Linked DNA regions of Danio rerio: all the other regions are linked to region 3. A link is a contact called in public HiCAR-type and HiChIP or PLAC-seq data. All regions are on one chromosome and are shown on one strand. The core of a region is the stretch at or near the end of the contact, and the rest is flanking DNA. Distances in the headings are between cores, read along the strand shown.

What was found. HiCAR-type assays count read pairs that join an accessible place to other places. HiChIP or PLAC-seq counts read pairs in DNA pulled down with a chosen protein or histone mark.
Region 1: a contact with region 3 is called in an H3K4me3 HiChIP or PLAC-seq map of embryo, with 6 times the contacts expected there. The contact joins the promoter of tbcc here to the promoter of fscn2b in region 3. A contact is called at or near these places in 1 of 18 Hi-C or Micro-C datasets (embryo) and 1 of 4 datasets of contacts at active chromatin or transcription factors (embryo).
Region 2: a HiCAR-type map of caudal fin shows a contact between it and region 3, with 9 times the contacts expected there. The contact joins the promoter of slc38a10 here to the promoter of fscn2b in region 3. A contact is called at or near these places in 1 of 18 Hi-C or Micro-C datasets (caudal fin) and 2 of 4 datasets of contacts at active chromatin or transcription factors (caudal fin and embryo).
Region 4: a HiCAR-type map of caudal fin shows a contact between it and region 3, with 6 times the contacts expected there. The contact joins the promoter of ndufaf8 here to the promoter of fscn2b in region 3. A contact is called at or near these places in 7 of 18 Hi-C or Micro-C datasets (embryo, fibroblasts, hematopoietic stem cells and 2 more) and 2 of 4 datasets of contacts at active chromatin or transcription factors (caudal fin and gastrula embryo).
Region 5: a contact with region 3 is called in a HiCAR-type map of caudal fin, with 11 times the contacts expected there. The contact joins the enhancer-like site here to the promoter of fscn2b in region 3. A contact is called at or near these places in 8 of 18 Hi-C or Micro-C datasets (caudal fin, embryo, fibroblasts and 2 more) and 2 of 4 datasets of contacts at active chromatin or transcription factors (caudal fin and gastrula embryo).

What each region holds. Positions count from the first base shown.
Region 1 is chr12:36,799,121-36,805,081 of GRCz12tu, reverse strand. It overlaps tbcc (tubulin folding cofactor C), which reads right to left and starts at 3,393. Exons shown (of 1, transcript NM_001256248.1): 1 at 2,142-3,393. The coding sequence starts at 3,341. The coding sequence ends at 2,289.
Region 2 is chr12:36,669,762-36,674,949 of GRCz12tu, reverse strand. slc38a10 (solute carrier family 38 member 10) reads right to left here and starts at 2,541. Exons shown (of 19, transcript XM_073918678.1): 1 at 2,331-2,541; 2 at 2,106-2,169.
Region 3 is chr12:36,362,706-36,368,308 of GRCz12tu, reverse strand. It overlaps fscn2b (fascin actin-bundling protein 2b, retinal), which reads left to right and starts at 1,946. Exons shown (of 5, transcript NM_200770.2): 1 at 1,946-2,765. The coding sequence starts at 1,946. It overlaps LOC103911938 (a long non-coding RNA gene), which reads right to left. Exons shown (of 3, transcript XR_012388111.1): 2 at 5,152-5,270.
Region 4 is chr12:36,732,819-36,738,111 of GRCz12tu, reverse strand. It overlaps ndufaf8 (NADH:ubiquinone oxidoreductase complex assembly factor 8), which reads left to right and starts at 1,683. Exons shown (of 3, transcript NM_001303010.1): 1 at 1,683-1,939; 2 at 2,387-2,497; 3 at 3,931-4,094. The coding sequence starts at 1,859. The coding sequence ends at 3,951. It overlaps tepsin (TEPSIN adaptor related protein complex 4 accessory protein), which reads right to left and starts at 1,346. Exons shown (of 13, transcript XM_001919649.7): 1 at 1,202-1,346. The coding sequence starts at 1,240.
Region 5 is chr12:36,710,972-36,716,196 of GRCz12tu, reverse strand. slc38a10 (solute carrier family 38 member 10) reads right to left here. Exons shown (of 19, transcript XM_073918678.1): 14 at 4,467-4,629. Among named protein-coding and RNA genes, the nearest start is that of ndufaf8, 23 kb to the left of the region's middle. Within about 2 kb of position 1,291, at least 6 of the 62 cell types and tissues checked have an H3K27ac peak or open chromatin away from gene starts, as enhancers often do.

The DNA.
Region 1 (5,961 bases), core at 2,144-4,643, 440 kb before region 3:
AATAATAATAATCAAAAAAGTTGAAGGCTCTGAAACAATATAAATGTGTGGAAACATTAAGAAGATAATCTGTGGGTAAATTGTGATATAATTGCATAATAACGGAAAGTTCACAAAATAAATTACAATTTTCACACCATTTACTTGCACTTAAGTGATTCTAAACTTTCGTTTTTCTGTTTAATGAAAAACAAGATATTCTAAAGAATGTTGGAAAACAGCAACCACTGCCATACATAGGAACAAAATATACTATAGAAGTCAATGGCTGCTGCTTCAAAATACCTTCTTTTGTGTTCAACAGAGGAAAGAAACTCGGCTTTGGAACAAGTAGAAAACGAGTATATGATGAAAGAATTTTCATTTTTCGGTCAACTGTCCCTTTAAACACATACTTACATGACCTGACAAAAGAACCACAAAAAAAACCACATTTGATAAATCAGTTTGGATTTTATTATATTAATATACAGCCTCCGGTTAATTTGTAATCATTGTAAATGTGGAACTCTCGAACATTTTTTAACAGCATCTCAATATTAGTGCATTAACCCATCACACAACAATACAACCCTATCACGATTGTTCAGAATCAGATGATGTTACTGCTTTATTAATATGAAAAAAGAATGTTTTAATTAACGTATGTAGTTTCAGAACTTTTAACCATTTTATTATTATTTGTTGTGTACCAATTCTTTTTTTTTTTTGTACAATGAAACCCAGTGATCCACAGGACACATATAATGTTGCTGACCACACTGTTTTTGTTAGCACTGACTTTTATTGTATATACAAAACATATTTTTTGTCCAAACAACAAATAATAATAATAATCATCAAAAAAGTTGAAAGTTCTGAAACAACACAAATGTGTGAAAACATTGAGATAATTTGTGGGTAAATTGGGATATAATCATACAATAATGGAAAGTTCATCAATGACAAAATTCACACCATTTACTCACGCTTAGATGATCCTAATTTTTTATGATTACGTTCTTTCTTGTGTTGATTGAAAAACAAGACATTCTCAAGAATGTTGGAAAATAGCAGCCCTTGACATCCATAGGAACAAACCATACAGACAGGGGCGGACTTAGTGATTTGGGGGCCCTAAGCGATTTCAGGTATGGGGCCCTAGCACTGATACTCAAAACATTCTTTCTCTATAGACATATTTTTCTCTGTAGATTAGCATTTTTATGCAAATAAACTGCATGTAAAAATGTATTTAAATAAATATATAATTTTAAAAGTATATAAAAATAATGTACATCTAAAGGAGCCTTTGTTTTCTTAATGTAAAATTAAATGCAATAAATTCACAATTAAAGTTCACAAACTATGTACATTTCATGAACCATTTTTGTGATTAGATGAATATAAACATAAAAAAAAATTTCATTCACAATCAATCAATTTAATCTTGTCACAATCTTTAATATATATATCAATAATTGCTGTTTGTAAATCGGGAGCCGCTACTGTCCACTGGGAAATGTTAGTTTTTTTTAACAGCCCCTTGATCTCTTAAAAAGCTCATCGTGCTCATCATCTGACAGGTGTTTTGGCCAGAAAGCAGAATCGCTGGCGGAGCTGTGTTTCATTGTTTGTCTTATGTCTAAATCTTTTTCCAAATGTTCTCAAAATTCTAACTCTTGCTCACTCTGCTTACCTCTACCTCAGCTCTACTCTGACCACTGGCAGTGTCTTGAACTGCTCACACCTCGTGCATGTGCAGTACGGAAGGAATGTTCCATTATCCATGGAAGCCCCTGGTTATGAAAAGAATAATGTTAAAATCTTAAGAGGTACGGACAGATTTTACAACATATGATTGAAAATTTACATAAGAGCTATATGATTATTATTATAGGCCTCTTGGCATTTGTCGGGGCACCCTAATGTTCTGGGGCCCTAAGCAGTTGCTTACCTTGCTTATTGGTTAAGTTCACCCTTGACTACAAAAGTCAATGGCTGCTGTTTTCTAACATTTTTCAAAATATCTTCTTTTGTGTTCAGCAGAGGAAAGAAACAAGTAGAGAATGAGTGAATAATGACAGATTTTCATTTTAGGTGAACTGTCCCTTTAAATGCATACTGACATGACCAGACAAGAAAACAACAAATAAACAAATGTGATCAAATCAGTATTTGGATTTATTATATTAATATACAGCCTCTGGTTAATTTATGATCATTGTAAATGAGGACCTCCTAAACATTCTTTGTTTACAGCATCTCAATATTAGTGCATTAACCCATCGCACGACAACACAATCCCATCATGACTGCTCAGCTGCCGTTCCCACAAAATCCCAACTACATATTCTCTCAGATTCAGGAATGACAGTCCAGTTGGGTGATGGTGTCCCAGCAGCGAGCCAATTAAAATCATCCACCTCTGTCCAGTTATTCCTATCAGGACTCAGTCCGGCTACTTTGAAATGATCAAGAATGCCTGGATAGGTCCATGTGAATGGGGCAAAGCTGACCCCTTGACAGTCCTCTATAATAGCCCGGCTGGTCACATGCAGATATACCCGAGTGGCAGTGGTGTTATGGGTGCGCAGCTGCTGACAAGGGAACACTAAAGTGCTGTCAGTGCACTGGTCCACAAACACAGAGCTGGACACCGGCCCACACATGATCTCACAGCTGCGGATGTTTTTGATGTGCAAGGTGCTCGGACAGCCATAAAGTCTGACTTTACAGTGGGTCAGGTGAGACAGCAAAACATCTCGCTGCTGGATCTCCTCAGCTTGCCTGACTAGGACTTGATTGTCAACATTGGAGAAGCCGCATTGATCTGCAGCATCCACCACTACAGTGCCAACTGAACCTGGCGCAGGCTTGTCTGCTGTTTGTTGCTGAATGGGTGTAGGCTGCTGCTGCTTACTCGTGTTTCTGGATCTAAAAGCGAACTTCTTTTTAGGCAGAATCTCCTCTCTTTTGTCAGTAATGGAGCTTTGGAGTTTCTGCAGGGATTCCTGTGCTTGTCGTATTTCATATTGGGTTAGAAACCTCACACTGTCATTGAGGAACTTCTGGAGCTGTTGAAACTTCACAGTTGCCTCCTCCAGTGTTTTTGCGGCTTTTTCGCGGTCGTTACAGCTGGATATCATCTCCTCGAGTTGTGTTTTCTCGGCGTTGAAAGTGGATGTAAAGAAGTCACTCTTTTCTTCCGTTACGGTCTGGCTTTGCTTGACGTCTCTCCGGCGCTCCGCCTCTTCCAGCCTCGCTTGATCTCTTCGCAAGACGCTTTCGGGAACTTTGACAGCTGTGTTTGTTTCTCCATCATCCTGCGCCACATTCATTTCAACTCCCAACGCAGCCATGATGATTCTCAAAGCGGGCGTGGTAAACGCACGCTGGTCATGTGATGATTCGTCTGAGTGTGCTTATCGATGATTGGATTAGGAATCAGTTCTGTTAGTAACGGAGACTCCTACTGGCGCTTTAAATACATCATTCATGGTTTTGCTTATTCGTTTAATAAATATATGTATTTGAGATGTACAGTTGAAGTCATAATTATTAGCCCCCCTTTGAATTTCTTTTTTAAATATTTCCCAAATGATGTTTAACGGAGCAAGGAAATTTCCACAGTATGTCTGATAATATTTTTTCTTCTGGAGAAAGACTTTTAGTTTTTATTTGTTTTATTTCGGCTAGAATAAAAGCAGATTTTAATTTTAAAAAATTTAAAGCCATTTTAAGGTCAATATTAGTCCCTTTAAGCTATATATTTTTTCGATAGTCTACAGAACAAACCATGGTTACACAATAACTTGCCTAATTACCCTAATCTGCCAAGCTATCCTAATTAACCTAGTTAAGCCTTTAAATGCCACTTAAAGCTGTATAGAAGTGTCTTGAAAAATATCTATTCAAATATTATTTACTGTAAAAATAAATCAGCTATTAGAAATGAGTTATTAAAACTATTATGTTTAGAAATGTGTTGATAAAATCTGCTCTCTAATAAACAGAAATTGGGCAAAAAATAAACAGGAGGGCTGATATTTCTAACTTCAACTGTATATTCGTAGTATATTCATATAAATACAAGCCTTTGTTATTAGAAAATAAAAATATTTTAAGATTAGTGCATATTTTTTTTACAGTGTCGTGTATGAATAGAACTGATGTTTAAAAATAAATAAATAAATAAATAAATAAATAAATAAATATATATATATATATATATATATATATATATATATATATATATATATATATATATATATATATATATATATATATATATATATATATATATATATATATATATATATATAACCCAAGCCAACATGGGGAGAACATGCAAGCTTCACACAGAAATGCCAACTAACCCAGCTGGGACTCAAACCAGCAACCTTCTTGCTTTGAGGCAACAGTGCTAACCACTGTGTCGCCTGGTTAGGATTTATTATTATTATTTCTATCTTGAAATCCATTACCAGTAAAATTCTGTATTTTTGGTATATGGTCATTGTGAGTATTATAAGGACATGAAAAAATACAATATAGCACAATTTTTATACATTTTTGTTGTCCATGTCACTGTCTTTTAATTAAGGCCCAATCCGAATTCTGTTTTTATACCCCTACCCCTTCCCCTTGGCCCTTACAACCGAGGGTTAAGGAAAAGGGCTTCAAAATTTACCCCTAAGAATTGGGACAGCACTACTAGTGCACCTGCACACGTCATCATATGTCATCGCAATCTCATGCTTCATAAGAGATCAGACAATTGCGACTGCTATGGTTATTACAGTTGCGTTATTTTTTGGTATTTATCTTCAGGAAATCACTGAAGGCATATTTTATGTTATCATAACGATCTAATATGGCAATAAGATCGTAACTAGTGGCCATATTCATTTATGTAAACAAACAAAAACAACATTATCATTATAGCAGACACTGTAAACAGCTCATTCCCAGCCACTAGACATTTCTGACCGGGTATTCCAGTGTCATCAAGTCTCAGAATATTGTGGGACTGCTGTACAGGATGATTAGGGATTAAAGATAGCAAAATTTTGTGTTTTTTTTTTTAAGCATGACGGTAAAACATGAACGCGGTTATGAATGTATTAAAACACGTCTTTGTTTGTTGTAAAAAATTGTTATGACAAAAAAATAGTAATTTGCGTATCTCGCTACTTCTGGGTTCAGCTATACTGCCGTTGTGGCTGGTGTATTCTGGGAAATTTTCTTACCTTGGTTTCGAGTGTGGTCCTGTAAAATCTTCAAAGGGCTATTCACTCCTTCCCCTTAGCCCTACGCCTTCAAGCCAAAGAGAATTGGGACACCCCTACCCTTTAGCGTGCACACGCAAAACGAGGGGTAGGGGTAAGGGGAAGGGCTAAAGAGTAGAATTGGGATTGGGCCTAAGTGCTATAGTTTAGGTACTGATCAAATTAGTTTTTGTATTTTAAATTAGTCTTTAGTCACTTAAAGGGCAACTATGATGAAAATCATCTTTTATATGCTGTTTGAACACAACCGTGTAAAGGTATAGTGTCCACAGTCATATTGGAGGGATATAAAGCCTCCTTTTTTAATATTTCCTGATGTTAAAATAGGATCCAAATCCCTCCCATTTTGAGGCCCACGTGGGACTGCTGCGGTTTCCTCACCCACGAATTGACAGCTGTGTATCCATGACGGCCTACCCCCCGCTCTTCAGTGTTCAGTTTGCAATCATCTCCACCCCCTCCCCCCACCCTTCAGTGTAACGAGCACATAACACCCCCCCCCCCCCCTCCCTCCCTGCTCTTTACCTGGGGGCCCCATGAATAATCCTTTCAGGGGGGTCCACACATTTTCCACTGCGTGTATTACAAGTCTCCGAAGCAATGCGTAAGATCAAATAAACAAGACTGGACGTGCGCAAAGCAACCTAGGTTAAAAGATCTGTTCAGCTCTCTGTGATCATCAATCATCATC
Region 2 (5,188 bases), core at 1,292-3,791, 310 kb before region 3:
TATTTCTTTCCGTAGTATTTTAAGCATTCTAGAACAACGTCTAGCTCAGACTGTCACTGAATACAATAGTGAGGTAAAGTTGGTTTATATTCACACTTTCATGGAGTGACAACTTGTGATATGCACCCTATATTGTTATTCATGGTACTTAGAATATTTAATCTAAAATCACATGCAAGCATGACTCAAAACAACATTAGCACTATTTATTTGACTTGAACAATGTTGAACTTTGATAATCATTGGCGGCTAATATGATTACCCTATGTAGAATTTGTAAAGAATATAAAGAATACAAAGAATTATATTATTAAGGAAAAAGTCTGCAATGTGAATTGATTACAAACAATTGAGGTAAAGCTGGTTTTATATTTACACATTGGGACTTTCACGTTCAATAAAATACTAAAGCAGAAATTTAAAAAGGCTAATACAGACTAAATATCATGATTACGTACTTAGGGATGCAACGATTAACCGATTTCACTATTAACCGTGATTTAATTCATCAAGGTTAATTAATCGTAAAGGCTTCTCAACACCACGGCACTGAACAAATTTGCTGCAACTAAACAAAGTTATGCCAACTGTGCGCTAGTTTAAGGTTCTGAGCTTGTACACAGAGGTTAACACACACAAGGTTTAACTATAGCTGAAGCTAGTAACTAAGGGTTGTTCACATTTAGCATCTTTTGTACGCGCAAATTCGCTTTCAATGGAAGCGCACGGCTTGTGCTCGCATATTGGGACCAAAATACAAAAATACAAAATAATAATACCAAACATTTTTGTAATATGGTTGATCTAAAGTGCCTTTCAGACAGACATCCAGCAGTCTTTGACTACATTTGTTCTCTTTAAAAGGGAAATACTTCATTTACATGAGAAAATACTTATAATAGGTTTACATTAGAAATACTGTTCATTTATTTATTTATTTATTATTTGTTTATTTATTCACTTATTATTTATTTGCTTTATTATTTATTTGTTTGTTTATTTTTTATTTGTTTATTTCTTGATTATTTATTTGTTCATTTATTTATTTTTTTAATTTATTTTCAGTTTCAAATGATTACTTGTTTAAATATCAGAAACTTTTTTCACTTATTTTTAAGTAAAAAGTGAAATAGACTATTGTTTGTTCATTATTATTATTATTTTGTGTTATACAGTATAATTACTAAGCAACAATAATTAACACTTGAAAATATAAGTTTTCATGTGATTTTAGAAACTAGTAGTTTTAAAATCAAGGAATGCATAATAACCGTGAAACCGTGATTATTTCTTAAACTATAATCGTACAACCAAAAAATATAATCGTTGCATCCCTAGACATACTGTTATGAGCCCAACACATTAAATACTGTCACCAAAAAGCTGATAAACACAGTTATCTCTATGGAAGGTCTCTATATAGTTTACCACATCAGTTTGAATATTCAGTCTCACTTAAAAATGTATATTGAGGTAAAGTTGGCAGATGTTCGAACAAATTCGAACATTTGTTCAGTGACAAATTATGACATGCTCGCTATATCGTTTACTATGCTACTTTTAATAATGGGTCTGAAATCCTATAAAAGTATGACTTCAAAACAACATCACTATTTAAATGATTGTGAACAATGTTGTACTATGATAGTTATTGGCTGATAATATGATATCACAATTCAAGATACTTTTCTGAAACTAGTCTGAATGTGCAAAAATAAAGCCAACTTTACACCAGTAAAATGACTTCAAATCAACTTTAGCACTATTTAATTAACTGTGAACAATGTTTGACAGTCATTTGCTGCTAATATGATTTCCCTATTTGGAATTTGCAAACAATACTTTTCTGAAATTAAATTAAGAAGGTGAAATTCTGAATGTGTGAATATAAAATCAACTTTGCCTCAATATTACTGTACACATACTGTAATCAAATGTGTTTTACGTTTTCCAGCCACGTGGAAACAGTTGTGCTGTCAAGGGCACTTGAGTATTTTTCCCACTGATTTAAAATATTGACTGATCATTTGTGTGAGGATATCTCTAAATTAGAAATGGTAGAATGTGTTTGCATGCAGAAGACATATGAAACCTGCCGTGTTTACTTTTTATCTTGAAACGATGACATTATTTGACAGCATACATGACACGTTGAACATCACCAACTTCCTACACAACAGAACAACTAATGATCACATACTGGTACTTAATTTACAAATATGATGTGCTCTTTAATCTAACAATACATAATTCTCATAACTAAACATGAGTTGTTCGTAACGTTTCTCATTTTAAGACTGAGCATGTTGTTAAAAAGTTTGTTTACATACCACGTCCACACTTTTTCCATCAGTCATTAATTTCTTCGTGACCATCGGTTCATGAATGATTTTAAGCGATTGTTTATAAACATCCGGTTATCGTTATGCTGTCTCTATAGAGCTCCAGAAGATCCAACTAATATATAGAAACAATTTTTCTGAAATGTGCAAAAATTTCCTTGTTCCCCAATCTGTAACCAGGAAGTGCGCGTAGAGCTCTGCCAGTGTTGCGCTTCAAACGTCCCCAGTGTGCCCTACTGCCTCTGGCCGCCAGGAGTGGAATTACAGCCCCACAGCACATCACGCTTAGTCAAGTTCACTTTCATTTGACAAATACAGCTGAAATTGAAAGTTGACGGTTTGTTCGTTTTGTTTTGAAAGTAACCAACACCTGCAATATCTTTTGAGCCCCATGATGCATTACTTTGACACACGGCACAGGATTTATGCATGCAGAGATCATATCAATGGCTCCGTCTGTCAACAGACCAAACACGGTGTTGTTTCATTTGGACAGAGATTTGAGCAGGAAAGGGAAACAGGAACAAGGGATGTTGATCTGCAACAGGAGCCCTGCGGAATCAGTGCAACAGAGGCTTCTGTTCTGGTACTGGTGTGTTTGGAGGAGAGGTTGGACCGGCTTGCCCCAGCCAGGCATGTGCTCTCCTGGGACGGGATTTTAACGTGTTGTTTTAGGGGGGGGCTGGTTTTAGCTAGGAGACAGGAAAAGTCTGGCTATTGTGTACCACTGGCCTTCAACCTAACTGACAAGTCAGCCCATTGGCCGGAGGGTCTTGTCACTCCACACCTAATCCCTGAAGATTGGAATTAGGCCCGAGAAGCAGAAGGGGCGACTGTGGGCAGATTGCTGGGCAGATTTGGTGGCAGGGGGGGAGAGAGATTCTGTAGCCAGGAAGAAATTAGACACAGGCACCCGATTGAACCGCTGACCTCCAGGGGAAACCCCTGGTCAGCGCGAGGTCACAGGAGCACAAAGCAGGGCGATGAACTGCGAGAGGTCAAGCATGCATGCGTCTGAAAGAGAGCCTTTGTGAGCTCAGGCATGCACAAAATTTCCCATCAGCCACCAAAGTCACAGGCTCCTCAGGAAGCCAAGGAAGGGGGATGAAACCTGGCGATGAGGAGTGTGTGTGTGTGTGTGTGTGTGTGTGTGTGTGTGTGTGTGTGTGTGTGTGTGTGTGTGTGTGTGTGTGTGTGTGTGTTTGAGTGTGTGACCTCAGAAAGGACACACACAGACTGCGGCGGTAATCACATTTAATTACACATCAACCAGCCTTGTGAATGAGGTTTTTAATGCAGGCTCTCCCTACACACAAAAAGACTGACATGTGCAGCTAAACATTGCCTACCTTTGTCCTCCTAAAATCTATTAAAGCCCTCTCTATTAACCATCAGCATTGCTAAAGGCTGCAGATAATGGCCATTATGCTGATAATTGTGAATAAAAGGAACAAAAGATGTTTTTTGTGCAATGAGAATGGTATGCCTCAATCAAGCGTTCAACCAAAGGTCGGACCTATTTATAATGGGAGACTGGTAGAAACTAAAGGCTGAATTCAATAAAAGAAACGAATACCTGATTCGGTGCCAATAAACTGTCAGCGCTGCTAATCAATGGTTTACTAAGTATTCTAAACAGCGCTGTTGGTGTTTGTTCATTCCAGTGTCACTTGTTTTCATATGATCCACTAAATCAAATCATTAGTTTATAGGATGATCATGAGTTTCAAATCTTGTCCATTTTATTTGATGGGGGTGTGTTTTAAGTACAACTGGCTCATTGATGGAGATAAAAAACATTAGTTTGTTTAGACGAGAAATACTCGTAATTCAACTTAAAATGTCTAAAGTCCAGTCGCTGCTTTCATTATTTATGCATCAAAAATTCATTTAAACTTATTTAAGAATTTTTTAGCCTAGTTGAATCTTGTGTAACCTAAATAAGTTAAAATTGGTTAAATTTATGGTTGACACGGTGGCACAGTGGGTATCACGATCATCTCACAACAAGAAGGTTGCTGTTTCAAGCCCTGGCTGGGCCAGTTGGCATTACTTTGAGGAGTTTGCATGTTCTCCCCATGTTCGTGTGGGTTTCCTCCAGGTGCTCCGGTTTCCCCCACAGTCCAAAGACATGTGCTTTTGGTGAATTGAATTACTAAATTGGCCATAGTGTATGTGTGTGAATGCAAGAGTGTATGGGTGTTTCCCTGTGTTGGGTTGTGGCTGGAAGCGTATCAGCTGCGTAAAACATATGCTGGATAGGTTATCTGTTCATTTCACTGTGGTGACCCCTGATTAATATAGGAACTAAGCTGAAAAGAAAATGAATGAATGGTGAAGTTAATTTGTTTTTGAAAAACATATGGTTTTAAATAAATTTACATTTTAATCTGCATTTTAAAAACAGAAATACCTGTAAGACATTTTAATTGTCATCCAAAAAAGCAACATTTTAAAAGGTAAATGTAATTGAAATTGATTATTGGCAGGGTGCAAATTACAGGGGGGTTTGGGGGGATTGATCCCTCCTGAAGGAGGTCAAAACTTTGCTAAGCTAACTCTGTAAAATCCAATGTCTCCCTTTCCATTGAACTTTGAGGGTATTACATTCAGAGTTTATGTTAACACAGGTACATTGCACATCAACTAAAGATTAAAATATGATATTATAGTGGACCCTTTAAATAACTTTTGTAAAGTATATATTTAAATATGAATCCATAAATTTTCTGCTAATGCCATATTTAGGATTAAGGATAAGAAGAAATCACTGATATCTAAAATGATAGGGCATTTGTGAGATGGCAGAATATTAGCTGATGCTTGAAAATAGTGTTCATTGTTTC
Region 3 (5,603 bases), core at 697-3,196:
TCCACAATTACAAGATCAGCTATACTGAGATACAGTGATTTTCATGTCTGGATTTTGCTGCGATATCCAAAGCTACTCAGAGTAGCATCCAAAACATAACATGTGCACATTGTTTTATTACCAAAGTATTTGACAAAAACATAATTCAGTTAATCTTTATTTCTATTGCGCTTTCACAATGTAGATTGTGTCAAAGCAGCTTAACATAGACGTTCTAGTAAATTGAAACTGTGTCAGTCCAGTTTTCAGAGTTAAAGTTCAATTCAGTTCAGCATAAGTGTAAATGTAAGGGCCACAGTGCATGTCTAAGGTTAACATATCTCCTTAGAGGATCCTTAACAAATGTAAACAAAGTATAGATCTGCCAAAGCCAATAACGAACGTTAACGAACGTGTTATTGTTCCCGTGCTTAGAGGAGTGTGTATTCAGTATGTGAGTGTGGTTCAGGCTTACCCGTCCCACACGCGGTCAGTCCCCGACAGATGGAAGGTTCTGTGTCCAAGACGCGCCCAAGGAGAGGAGGAGGGGTTTGGGGCTGCTGTGGATTAGATTGGTCTAATAAAAGAGTTGGATCATTGAAAGGCAGATTAGGGGCCTGTGGAGGAGGCTGTTTTTCAAACAAACATGCTTGGGATTTGAAATAGATCGACAATATGTGTAGCATTACACAAACATGAGGCAAAACAGCAAATCAAATTCCAAGCAAACAACTTATGTGACTGGCAATGAGGAAGAGAGATGTGTACAGTCACAGTAAATTGGTCTTCAGTAGCTACATGTCATGCATCTTTGAATAAGCATCTGTTTGCTACCTCCAAGTGCACTCACACCCATGCGTACATTGCTGTAATAAAGATGACCCATCGAGCTCGGAATCAGAGAAGTCGTGTAACTGTATCCTGAGTGTGCACTGGAAAGCTGATCCCCCTCTCAGGCCACTACCACTGGTGCTGGGGGAGGGCTCTGGTTACCCAGCTTTGTGTCAAAGCGCCATCAGCAAAGAGTTAGAGACTGGGGAGAAGGACAAAGGCAGGAGCACTATACAACGGGTGGATTACTGGGACTCTGTAAAGGGTCTCTAGTGTAAGAATACATCCAATATATATCGAGACAGGAGAAAATAACCATAAAAAGAAACATAAGAGGATAGAACAACAGGTGAAAGGAAAGTCGAAAAGGTGTCAAAGTACACTCAAAAGGCTGCACTGTACTTCAAGGAACATTAATATGGCACATGCTGACCTGGCATCTTAGTGGGTACCTTGTGATCTCGGAGTAAAACAAGGTGTCTGTTTAAGGGATACACAAGTTCTGAGGATGTGACTGAAGTAAACTTAGAAGAGGACGAGGAGGAGACAAACTAATCAGATGTCATACTGAAGGACTGAGATGAGTAAGGCTTCAAGAAGAAGTACAACAGTGTGACTCAGTCTTGAGCAGCATCTCTTTAAGAGATCAGTAATCCCACAATCCCCAAGGCAGCCACTGGAGAGGACAAGAGACAGAAAAACGCAGGTAAATTGAGAAGGAAAGGGAATGAGGCAGAGAAAGCGGGTGAAAGAGGCACAGAGGAAAACTAACCATTGGGATCAGGGTGACGTCAGCGGCTCTCTGGATTGAGGTGTTGAGTCCTCCTGATTATAATCTGATCTGATTAGGAAACACAGGGAAAAAATCTCCAGAGCCTCTGCAAACTCTCCAGGGAGCAAGACGTTGTTTTTACTGAGCGGAAAGGCCAAGGACCAGGAACAAAACTAAAAGAGGAACGTAGATGCAGTTAAGGCCCATTTCTGAAAAGAAACACTAAGGAGTCTAGTGAAGTAGACTTTAATTTACTTGTCCAATTAATCAAGTGGCATAGAGGAACAAGCTTTGCAAGTCTGCTGGCTGTTCAGCTTTTTCTCTGGACTTCAACACTCTCTGGCTTGTGGGTTGTAAGCCAGGATGCCCTCCAATGGCAGCAAAGCCCTTAAGCTTCAATTCGGGCTTATTAATCATGAGAATCGCTACCTAACGGCGGAGGCCTTCGGCTTCAAGGTGAACGCTTCAGCTCCAAGCCTCAAGAAGAAGCAGATCTGGACTCTAGAGCAAGACGATCAGGATGGTCAGGTGGTTTACCTTCGTAGTCACCTAGGGCGCTATCTGGCCTCTGACAAAGATGGCAAGGTAAGCTGTGAGGCTGAGACTAAAGAGAATGACTGCCGCTTTTTGATTGTGGCACAGTCAGATGGCCGCTGGGCCCTGCAGTCTGAGCCATATTTGCGCTTTTTCGGAGGTTCAGAAGACTACTTGTCGTGCTTTGCTCAGACCATCGGTGAGGCAGAACTATGGGCCATGCATCTAGCCCTACACCCACAAGCTAATCTGCTTAGTGTGGCCCGCAAACGATATGCCCACTTGGCATCGCCAGAGGGAGAGATTGCTGTAGACTGCAACATCCCATGGGGTGTTGATGCACTTCTAACTCTTGTGTACATGGACGGCAAATATTGTCTTAAGACCAGTGACAGCCGCTTCCTTAGCAATGATGGGAAACTGTCCTCTGAAAATGGACGTGGCACAGGCTACACCTTGGAACTGAAATCAGGCAAATTGGCCTTCAAGGACTGTGAGGGGAAGTACTTGACCCCCATGGGGCCCACTGGAACTCTGCGCTCTGGACGATGCTCCAAACCTGGCAAAGATGAGCTGTTTGATCTTGAGGAAAGCCATCCGCAAGTGGTGTTTCAGGCCGCCAACAACAGATTTGTCTCCATTCGACAGGGTAAGTTGTGCTGGTGTACCACGTGCTTCTGATATCCTCACTTTTCTGCTGTAAAATGTGGGGGATGCAATCTTTATAAAAGCACTGAAGTATATTTCTCCCAAAAATGAAAAATTACTCACCCTCATGTTATTATTTGTCTTTATGATGAAACTTTTCGGGTTCTGCAGCTGTGTATGTGCATATTGACTTTCATTGTGTGGAAAAGAAGAAACTGAAGAAGCAAGTCATTAGGGAATGACTAAATATAGTGAATGCTTAATAATGGGGAACTTTTAAGGGCACTATTCCTCTAAGAAGATTCAGCTATTAATAGATTTGTTCCTATCTCCTGAGGTATCTTGTGTAACAGATGTGTGTCCTCATTACAACTATTAAGTACCTCTAATACCTATTGGGCAACCAGATATAAAAATCTGTATTATTGAGTGCAAGCACGTACATGCCAGTTTTAAAGTAGAAATTCAGTGAAAGTGTAAGGAATAATATGATAAACAACTTGACTTTGGTAGTCTGAGCATGCATTTGCACTGTTGTGCCATCAATCTTACTCCCCATTAGAGTTTTAGATGCAAGCATACCAATGCATGAAAATAATGTGCATGCAAAATTGCAGCTGCATGGCAAACTATGCACACATAGTCAAATCTATGGAAACTAGCATGGGGAGCAGGTGAACACTAAGTCACGCCCATGAGCATGACCTCACTGAAATAATATACGGCAGCTGTCTTTTCAGCTGAGTAGGCCAAAATTAATCTGCCAGACATAGACGATTTTTATTCGCTGGCTTGGTGCTCTTCTAACAAACAAGCTGCATAATTGTAGTTTCCTGTCTTGACTGAGCAACTAAGTTCTGTAATGTAAATCTTGCATGCTGTAACATTATCCATTATCTCCAGCACGGAGCTCTTGGTAAGCATTTTGAGCCACCTGCAATAGATAAATTACTGGAGAAACTGAATGGCTTTGAATATCCACCATAGGAAGCTGGGTCAGTAACAGATCCAGTCCCCTTCAGTACATTCATCCATCTCTCTCTCTCTCTCTCTCTCTCTCTCGGCCTTACACTTGTTCCCATTCCCACAGATGCACACATGCTTGCACACATATTTCCAAAGTGATACACTTTTAGGCAATGCTTTTATGTAACAAAACAGAAAGAAGATGCTCTGATATAAAGTATGCACATGTGCGCACGCATGCACACACTAGTGGCGAGGTGTGATAAATAATTGAGTGGACAGGGGCATTTCAATGATGGTGGAGTCTGCTTTCAGAAACACAAGCCTTCCGCCGCATTTCTTTATCTGGGGACTATGCAATGCACTGGGCCACAATGGGGACGCAAATCAGAGAGTCCTTTGGGAGCAGTTGTGTTCTGGCCTGACAGGCAAAAAAAAACCAATAGGGGGAAAAGAGACAATAGAGTGTGAAAGTATACAGCAGAAAAGAAAACAAGACAGACAGAAGGAAGAAAGATCAGGCAAAAAATCACAATGAAAAGAGGCATAATGCATTATGGGTGTGGACATTTGGACGTTATGACTTTTTGGTCATTGTCACTGTTACAAGATGATAAATCAAAGACTTTTACCGGGAGTTCCCTGAGGAGGACATGGTGTCGTATTGTGAGTTTAGTTTACCCATGGGATCGAGCCATTAAACACAGTGAAAAGTGAGTTTGTGGTAGAAAAGCATGTGTGCCAGGAACCAATCGAATGCACATGATTTAATTTTAGCAGTTAAACAGCTGAAAGACAGCTATTACAAATCCTCAGCTAAACTGTAGCAGCCGAAGCCATAGACGAAAGCTTTGGATTGTAATCAAATTTAAGGCGTGAGAAGTTTGAGTTCGTCACACATTATGACTCTTATTGAGCCCTATATGGTGTTTGTCTCTTTCTTCAAATGGTCGTATCAACATATTGGCAAAAAACGAAACCTAGACATTTCATTATGGGTGAAAAAAGACAGGGAAAATGACAGAGGCCAGATGGAACATTTGTTCTTAATGAACGAGAAGCATCTCTCCCCATCTATTGCACATTCATTCTGTGCAAAAAGCAATTAGGTAAAGTGATTCTGCTAATGGATGAAGCAGTTCATTTCTTTTAGAGAGACTCCACATGATGAAGGGAACTAGAGATGACTTCAGACAGGACTGCCAATCAGCTCTGCAGGTCTGACGTTCATTAAGCCCCGGGCCTCTCGCCCTGGGATGCAACACAAACTCACAGATGATCTTTTTAATCAATAATGACTAGTGTCAGTTTTTTTCCCCCCTCGGAAATATCTCTATTATTGGCTGAGATATGACGTTTTATTGGTTTGCTTTTGGTTGTGGTGTATTTTTTCGTGGTAGCATGTTGTGTTGCACACATACTTGAGTCGGAAAGATGGCATGCACTCAGACGGGTGGATCTGTTACCATGTTCTTCATCACCTCCACAATGTTCCCCGGAGCATTCTAATCCGGCCCGGAAGGTGAAAATGAGACGAGCCCTAAGGAAAAGATAATGAGAAAGAAAGACAAGAGAGAAAGAAAGAAAGACAAGCAAGCAAGAGGCTAATAAAACGAGAGACAGTGGAATTGTGGTATCACTTTACCATTAAAAATTCATCTTAGAGTGACTGACTTGGTACATTTGACTTTTGCAAAAAACAGATAATGCTGTTTTTATTCATTGTCATAAATCATGTTTTTAGTGTGCATTGAAGAGTTCATTTGCCGAAAACATAATAAGATCTCACCTAATTCAGAGATTTAAGTTCAGATTTCTAGAAATACCTATATACACTTACATCATAAGGTACACCTGTCCAACTGCTCATTAC
Region 4 (5,293 bases), core at 434-2,933, 370 kb before region 3:
ACGAGTGAGGGAAGGATAGAAGGTGAGATTGACGGGCGGATTGGTGCAGCGGCAGCAGTAATGCAGTTGATGTATCAAGTCTGTTGTGGTAACGAAGAGGCTGAGCCGAAAGGCAAAGCTCTCGATTTACTGGTCAAACTATGTTCCTACTCTCACCTATGGTCATGAGGTTTGGGTCATGACTGAAAGGTAAAGATCTCAGATGCAAACGGCCAAAACGAGTTTCCTTAGCAGGGTGGCTCTTAGAGATAGGGTGAGGAGCTCTGTCACCCGAAAGGAGCTTAGAGTAGAGCCACTGCTCCTCCACATCGAGAGAGGTCAGCTGAGGTGGCTCGGGCATCTGTTTCGGATGCCTCCTGCATGCCTATCTAGGGAGGTGTTCTAGGCATGTCCCACAGGGAGGAGGCCTAGAAGAAGACCCAGGACATGCTGGAGGGACTATATCTCCTGGCTGGCCTGGAAACACCTCAGGATCACCTGAGGATCCCCTCAGAGGAGCAGGAGGAATGTCAGAATAGAAAGAAGTCTGAGGTTCTCTCCTAAGACTGCTGCCCCCGCTACCCGGCCCCAGAAAAATGAATGAAAATGAGATGAGAAATGGGGATGGACAAGTTATTTTATTTTAAAACTGTAACTGCAGAAAACGCCCAGCAGTACACACCAGAAGAAATAATAAACCCTAATTCATCTACTGATTATATATTTTTTTATAAAGCTATTAATAACAATATCAGTAAAAATGAGCATTTATCAACCAATACTAATTATTACTATTAATTATAAATACGAATTACTTTCTGAATCCTCTTACATTTTCAGTACAGTCAGTACCCATACCATAAATGTTCTATGGCAATACTGAGGTTACTTTAATGTAACGTAGAGTATTAATATGACACTAATGTAACAAACAGTTTTAGTATTACCCTGGTTTTACCACAGACCATTTGCACTTGTGTCATTACTATGGTACATGTCAAAAATACCATAGTAGTAAGTACCACAACACTGTCCAAAACACCATGGCATATTTGATTGTACATTTCCAGCGTCTACAAACATAAATATCAATCATTTGTACATGTAAACAGTGTAGTGACCACATATATCGCCAGATATTGAATAAACAACGTAAGGAATGACGTTTGGCGATAGCGACAGCTGAAATGACGTTATTTTGCCCGGTGTCGCGGATACGTACTTTTTGTAGGAAGACCAACCGTTCCAGTATTGAAACCATGATGGAGCAGTCTGTGTTTTTTCGCCTGGCTGTGTACCATTTCTCAGAGGGCGGATGACCGTGCAGGTCCTGCCTGCGAGAATCTCCGCACAAACCACAGGAAACCTCAGTTTAGCTCAGACACTCTCGTTTGACACAGCGAGGTCAGAGTTGTGAGTCGACTCTTTTAGTTGAATCAGTTCGACTAGGTTGCTTATTTAAAATGAGCTGTTCAATGGAACCGATTCACTGACATGAACCGTAGATACTAAAATGCACGTGACTAAACGCGGACGTGAAACTGGGGTGGATTTCGTGAACATCCTGAAAAAGTCTTTGAAGTCTGCGTCCTTGCTATTGGCTGCTCACCATACGTAGAAAACTATGACCAATCATAAACCAGCGACATGTTTTCTGGTTCAGAAGTAGCGCTGTGATTGACCAGATTCTCCTCAGTGGGAGGGTTTACACGCGCTGTCTCAGAGGTCACCAGCATGGCGCTGTCCATGTTCAATATACACTCTGCTTACATCTCCATGACTTTTGTGAATAACTGACTGACACAGTGATTTAAAATGATTTAATCCTAGCAAAATTCGATTCTGCTGGTCCATAAAAGGATTATTTATTTCTTGAACTATGTCGGGTTCAAATGTTTGGACTCGCAGCAGAGCGAGAATGAGACTCTTCCCAGAGCTGATGGCTCAGTGCTCAGGAGAGGTACATTTACATTTATTTATTTATATATATATATATATATATATATATATATATATATATATATATATATATATATATATATTTATTTATTTATTTATTTATGCACATGTACACTGTAAATACACACAAACACACAATTTGACAACTTCCCTGTGTGTTTGAATTAAAAAAAAATGGCCTGCACAATACACGTTTTAAGTTAAGAAATCGATAATTGGTGGAATAATGATCATTATTTTCAATCACACCAAATAACTTAATTTCTTATTTGACCAATTGTAATTTTCTGAAAACAAATTCTCTAAATAACAGTTGTTGTTTTAATATATAACCAATGTTATCAAACCTTTACTGAATAAAACAAATAATAACATTTCACTCAAACCCACACCTAATAAACAAATCCTGAAAAATAAAATATTATATTAAACTAAATTATGTTAATAGGCCACTGCTTATGGGAAATGTGTAGCCGCCACAACCACTGGCAAACAGGAGCTGACCAGAAACATGTGCGTCAAAGAATTTGAAGCACTGAAAAGCTGTTTTCAATCTGCTGTGAGTGATTTCCTTTCTTACATTTTCTTCTTTTGTATTACTATCGAGCAAGATAATAACTGTGTTTCATTCATGACATGGCTAATCATAAACTATATATATATATATATATATATATATATATATATATATATATATATATATATATATATATATATATATATATATTAGTGGTGTATTGGATCCCAAATCTAAGGATTCGGATCACATCGTTTTTTAGTCATGGATTGGACCATTTTTTCTGATCAGCCAAGAAGGGGAGACAAATGTAATTTGCTTCCCATTTATTACAAAAACAGCACTGCAAGACACTTTTGGTTTTAACAAACAAAACTCAGAACCTATAATTTTATTAAAAATATAATGAAGAAATAATCAGCTGAATAAAAATAAATTGTAAAATATTCAGTACTGTGAACAATTCAGTTTCTACTACTGTTGCTGATGACTCTAAAAGTATAAATCTAACATTATAATTCGGACAATCCATATTTATTTTTAGTCTAATTTTCGAATAATGATTCAGTTATTCACTTGTAAATCTTCATGTTTCATTGCTGGATGCATCATTTTTGAAGAATTACTGAGTGGCATATTATTGATGCCTGGTTGTCGCCACCTATTGATTTAAATAATGTAATTGCTGCCTACAACTTTCATTTTTGAGCGTCATTAATGATGGTGATTTTAATCTCTACCATAAACATCAGTGATTTTATCCAAACTTTAAACTGTTATTCCAGTACTTCGGTGTTATTTTACTGTTTGAAACTAACTCAAAGACTAAATACTCAATCTCTTTCTTGATTTTCGCGTTTTCAGATTTGAATGCAGCTATTCGAATGAATATATGCAAATCACCATTATTTATAATAAATATTGCGTGGGTGTTAAGATCCCGATCTTTCAATGATTAATCGTGCAGCTTACACTGAATGCATCGATGCAGGCTAAACATGAAGTGACAGAAAACACTTTTAATAAACTGAAAAACCCACCACATCCCGAATAACCCACCACAACTTAGTCCATCTTCGTTATATTTTACAGAAAAGCCTAAATGCTTTCATACATGTGATTTGAATGACGTGAGACGCTAGATCTCTCTGTGATAATTTAAAATTTTGGATTAATCTACCAGTAAAAAACACATTAATCCATGGATCATGTGTGTTCCGAACCGTGTGTTGTGATCCTTATGAATCACGGATTAACTGTGATCTGTTACACCCCTAATATTTAAATATGACATGTTTAGGATGATGCTGTTTTTTAAACGTGTTTTGATATGTTATTTTGATTATACAAGTTATTTGAATCAATAAAGTTGCTCTACTGCCATTTTAGATGCTATGTATTTATATATATCATAAACTTAATCTGATACAGATGTCAAAATGGGACAATAACTAATTGTTTCTCATTTTTTGCAGGCGAAAAAAGCAGTAAAGTGAAGAATATTATGTTGGAGATTATTATAATTTCCCAGTGAACCATTTCTCTGTTAATATGCATGACTGTACTGTACAATAATGTCTCAAAACAATAACTCCATTGTGTACAAATCTATAATAAAGTCTCTTTTTTATATATAAAATCTCTAATAATAATGTTTTTTCTTCAGACATAGAACATAACATACAGAGGCAGTTTGGCCTGAATTATTTCACCGTCTGCATCCATTACCCTCCCCTTTCCACAAATCAATATACCAGAATGAGGATAAAAGAGCCTGACTAATGATAAGCAGACATTCGCTGTTGTTCAGAGTGTGTAATTGATGAGGGAGAAATGAGATATGAGGTGCTACATGATGGGTGGTCATTATGACGCTCTTGACCGTCACACGATTCCACCTTCAAATCTGGACTCGCTCCTAAAATCCAAAATGGCGGTTTTAGGGGGTTTGTTTCCAATCAAACAAAAGCCGGCCGAAACATGAAAGGCCGACTGATTAATGTGTATCCGTGGGGTGTACGTCAATGGCACCACAAAAGATTATGGGCTCCTAGTCGTCTCGTATGGAATGTAAAGCCGTGCCACTGTTAAATACACCCTTCCTGCGCAACCTGAACCCTCATTAGCCACATGTTAATTGATAGAAGGGCCATAAAAGCAGCAACTAATGACTGGGGATCAACAAACAATTCAAGCAGCCAATTAGAGGGACGGATCGGGTATTAAAAAACTGTTGCCAGAAAAGCAGTGACCTGTATATCAAGAAGAAAATGCTTTAGCTTAGTCATGATCTTTGTTTGTGGCCTTCCGTCATATGGGCTTCATTCACACGTTTTCAGCGCTCTACAAGGTGTTAATTGAAAGAGAATGGTCTTGTGGAAATGGTTGCGTTTGGGCCAAATTGGCAATAAAATCTAAGGGTTTGGGGGAACTTGTCTTGACGTTGAAAAGGGTTATATGTGGATGATCGGTTTTGTGCGCAATGTGCATCAAATTAATCTATAGTTTTTTTTGTGTGTTTGTCAGTCATACATTTTTAGCAATATTTATAGAAGTCTCCCTCCAAAATGTAAAAACAAAAACTTGTCTTAGATATTTAAAGGCATATTTTCAGGACGGTAAATTATTCTATTCAAAATAAGAAGTAAACATATGAAATGTCTTGAGATATCTTTGTTTTGGGAGTGTGTGTGTGTGTGTGTGTGTGTGAACATTTCTGAAACATATTTCACCATATTTAATCACTGGCCACTTTATTAGGTACACCTTACTAGTTCCAGGTTTGACCCCCGTTTCTGTTCATGACTGCTTTTATTCTTTGTGGCATAGATTCAGCAA
Region 5 (5,225 bases), core at 42-2,541, 350 kb before region 3:
CCAATTTCTGTTTATTGGAGAAAAGATTTTTTTCACACCACAGTCCTTATGTTTTAATAAAAGTAAGATAAATGGGATTGCCTTTGCAACGCTTTTGGCTAGAAGGTTAATATTGCTCGAAGGAAAAATTTCCTCCAACCTTTAAGCCAGTGGTGCCCCAAACTTTTAAGTATAAAGGGCCAAAAACCTAATATCATGAGCCATGGGCCGAAGGTAAATATACCAAACTATATTACATTAAAGTTGCCATGGGTAATCTCCTAATTTATTTAATAATATTTTAAAAGAAAAAAGAAAATAAACATTACTAATCAAATTAACTAATGCAGTGTAACTTTTTAAATGATAACCCATTGCAATACATACATAACAGTGGAGTTTAATGCTGAATACACTAGTCAAGCAGAATCTGCCTTTGTCCTAATTTGCTCACAAAAGTCTCTGCACTGTCCTCTATCCATCAGGTGTGTACAGTTAAACTAAATCTGATTAATTTACAATTTTTAATTGAAACATTTTATTTAAAATAATTAGCCTTTAAAAATAAAACAAACAAATAAACAAATAAAAGATTACATTAAGTTTGAAAAGACAAACTTTTCTGAGATGGGATGGTGGGCAATTGAAAGGTTATACTCATGCCTTAGTTTGGGCATCTCTGCTTTAAGCAATGGCTCATTGAACTTCTACACCATCTGACCTTATAAAAGTTCTGATGTACAGTAAGAGGTTGTACTGATATGTTTTTTCTCACTTGGCTACCTGTTTTAGACCACATAAAGAAGATGGACCCATCAGTTATTTTAGAATAGTAGAAACTTTCCTTGTTTTTTTTTTTTTCCTTTTCAATCCTTTTATAAAAGAGTAAAATATGTTTTACTTAATATTTTCAGTTATTTGTATTTTATGTTAATATTATTCATATATTTTTATAGAGCCTAAATTTATATGTGTGCCATGGGCGTTGTTTGTTTGTTGTGTAAAAAAAAAAAAGCTATTTGTATGCATGTTTCATAAATAACATGTTCAATAAAAACACTTTTAAGATAAAAAAAAAGTTTTACCGTTTAATAGAAATTGGGGACAAAAAAAATACAGGGGGGTTCAAATTAAACTGTATATAAAAAAATAAATAAATAAGAAGTGGGAGGGCTACAAATCCCTACAATCTTTAAAAGCAAGGTATGCATCTGCGATATTCTACATCTGCAAACGCACACCTCCACATGCCCGCGGGCCCCATGTTCCAGTCACTCGCGCACCGAGCCCCGCGTCTGCACACATCTGCCCTCACCAGCACGCCGTAAACAGGAAACAGGTGTGGAAGTGGGTGTCCGTTCGGTGATAAATGCCACTGTCAGTCAGCAGGAGGGAGTGAGAGGGAGAGGAAGGAGGAGTGGCAGAACACAAAACTAGAGGTAATGGTGGATGAAGTTGGTGGGACATTGGTCTTTTACGAGCCTCAATCCTGTATCGGCCTGTGTTGGAGGGAACGCTGACGTTTCTGCATCTGCCCCAGATTTTGGACTCCCATCTCCCTCCCCCTGACCGGAGCCATAACGGGAAAACGCCACCGGCCGTGTCACTGCTGCTCTGGGACAGCGACCGCTCAGGTTTGAAGGGCGTCATTCAGGTCACAGATTCAAAGAGACGCCTGCCACCGGAGCTCATGCTTTCATTATAACTAGCTTTTCTTTCTTTTTTTAATAAACTTTATTTATTTAACGAGTGAATCGCGTTTGTTGTATACAAACGTGCCATTTCTGCTTTTCTTTTTTCTTGAATCACTTTTATGAACATAAATGAACATTTAACCCCCCATATAACATATGAATGAGTGAACAGGCAAAAATCAATTGAAAAAAATGCACCTCTTTAATGATTATATTGACCATATAAAGTATCGCTCTACTGACATTTAATTTTTATCTTTTTTTGCTTAATTTATCCTTTTCTCTTTTCTAATCTTGATTTGTATATATTAATTACTACTATTATTATTTATCTTTTCACTCACTTTGCAAAGTGTCTAGATGTATTTATATATACTAATTTTTATGATTGTTTCTCTTTTCATTTATGCATTTATTTATATTATCATTGTCGTTATTATTAATATTATTACTATTATTGTTATTATTGTAGTTGTTGTTGTTACCATGTCTCTACAATAGGGTTGGGTAACGTTTGGGGTTATTTCGATACTAGTGCTAAATCAATACTTTTAAACGGTACCTGTGACAAAACAGTGTCTGAATCGATACTTTTGAGCTACAAAATTATGGTGTAAGTCTCTTTTATTTTTTTAACATCATTTATTCAACCAAAAAAAAAAAAAAGTAATCTTTTTAATTGAACAATATAATAAAAATTTAAAGTATACAGTTAAAGTCAGAATTATTAGCCCCCTCACCCTCTCCTTTGATTTTTTTTCTATTTCAAATATTTCTCTAATTATGTTTAACAGAGCAAAGACATGTATGTCTGATAATGTTTTCTTCAGTTTTTAATTAAAAAAAAACATTTTAAGGTCAAAATTGCTGGCCCCTTAAAGCTATATTTTTCGACTGCCTACAGAACAAACCATCATTATACAATGACTTGCCTAATTACCCTAACTTGCCTGGTTAACCTAATTAACCTAGTTAAGCCTTTAAATGTCACTTTAAGCTGTATAGAAGTGTCTTGAAAAATATCTAGTCAAATATTATTTACTGTCATCATGGCAAAGATAAAATAAATCAGTTATTAGAAATGAGTTATTAAAACTATTATGTTTGGAAATGTGTTTAAAAAAATCTTCTCTTCGTTAATAAGAAAGTGGGGAAAAATAAACAGGGGGCTAATAATTCTGAGTTCAACTGTACATCAATTCATAATTTATATAGTTATATAAGATTATTATATTATTTATATAAGATTTGTATTATGCAAATAACATTACATTATCTTACTACTAACCTGGTAAAAGGCTTTCAGCAAAATCAGGGAACACCTTTTTTCTAGGGTTGAGGGTTTACATGGACATCAGTAATCAAATTATTTGCTTCAATCTGAATAAGACAATAATATGATAAGATGTTTACATGATAAGATGTTTACATGAGCTGCTTTTTGAATGTTCTATTCATGATCCCGTTTTACATGTTAGAATACACTGATTAACGTCATTGCGTCAATGTGCTATCCACGTTTCCTCCGGAGTTTCATGTATTTTTGGGTGTTTCATTATTAATTTTTCAACTTTACCTGCAGTTCGGCAGTTTCTCTTTTTATTTAGGAACATATTGTTCATGCCCCATGACAAACTGAGGTATTGGATGAGAATATGAAGTAAGGACTGGTGGAAGAGTGTTGTTTTAATGGAGTTTGATACCGCACGCCGAACGGAAAGAAAAAACCTCTACATTTCCAGACGCAGGTGTCTGTGGCGTTTTAAGGTAATCAAAAACCACTGTTTACATGTTTACGCTGTAGACTCTTAAGCAGAGTATTGTCTTAATCATATTAAAATCGGAGAATTGGTGTCCTTGTAAACGTACTTTGTGAAAGTGCCAGATGATGTTGCAAGCTGTCGAAGACATTCCTTACATTCCTCTGCTTTTAAGTTGATTCCATGAGCCTTCAAATGTTTCATAAGATTGACGTGCATCCCCTTACACGCAATTTTTGTAAAGCATCTGCTTCACGTAGTTTGTAAAAACCTTGCTTGTAAAATATAGCCATACTTTAGAATTCTTAGTTTAAGCAAATTTGCAGAACGCAATCATGTGTCTTGATGAATATGAAGGGAGTCGCTCATCGAATGCGCTGTACTGCGCGCGCTACCAATGTGCATGCATTCCCTAATCAACAAGAACAATCGCCTAACATCAGTATCCGTATCCCTCAAAGGTGTTTAAAACTAAATGTTTAGAGATGGTGTGACACAACACGTACCTATGTGTGCCTTTGAAGCTCCCCTTAATGCTTTTTACATCCTTCTCGCAGCACCAAGGGTACTGAAATTAGGCACTGAAATTCATATACTGATTCGGTCTGGTGCATTCCGGTTACATTGGTTACCGGTGCCATTGTGGTACCCACTCTACTCTCCAAACATCTGTATTTTCAGACTGAAGTAACTGACAACTTGGAAAATATTGTAAGGTCTATTCTTGATAAGGGCTGTGGGGCTTGTGAAGGTGTATACTTGAAAAATAATAAAAAATTCTCAAACAAATTAATAAAAATAACAACAACAATGGCAAAGTACCTAAAATAAGTAAATAAATGAATAAACAAATAAAAAACAGCGCAATTAACAATAGTGTGCTTATGTTGATCATTCTAGTTGAGGAGTAGCTAGATAAATAAGGATAACAGCTACCTACTTCTTGGCTATTGTGATTTTGGTTTTGCTGAATTGTCTCTGGGTCTTCTTTTTTGTGCTATATTTTAGATGTACATATGATGAATAAATGTACCTGGAACTTTAGGTAATTCGGGGGCGATGATGTTGGGAAGCTTGTTCTCGGTTTTTGCAGGGACATCCTGAGCGGGGGTTATTTTTGCCGGCTCGTTGGAGGAAATGGACATTGTGGTGGCAGTGCTGATGAGCAGGATCCCCAGACCGACCCACAGAACCAGCTTAAAACACAGAGAGAGATAAAGAGGAAATGTAGAAAGTTAATGTGTCCAGTTTAGCCCTTGAAAATACTTTAGATATCAAAAGTGTGACTTTAACGTTTGGTAACACTTTAATTTAGGTCTCAATTCACGGTATTAACAAACCATTAACTAGCACTGCTACCTTAAAAAACTACTAATTAGCTGTTTATTAATAGGTAGTGAGGAGGAAGTTGGGTTTAGGTTTTGGGTAGGACTAGGGATGCAGATTAAAATCATACTTATAACTTTATAACTTATTCCTGTATCCTGTACTTGCTGCTATTGCACTGCTGGTTAGACCTAAACTGCATTTCGTTGCATTGTACTTGTACATGTGTAATGACAATAAAGTTGAATCTAATCTAATCTAATCTACTTTATAGTTACTAATGAACAGTTAATATCTCAAAATAGGCAGGTAATAATCCAGTAGTTAAAAGCATGAATTGTGACCTAAACTGAAGTGTTTCTAATACTTGCATTTAAATATAAAAGACTCATATCATAATTTAAATAATTTCAAACAAATGCAGACAAGGACTCAAATGCACCATGCAAAGTGCTCCATGTGTTTT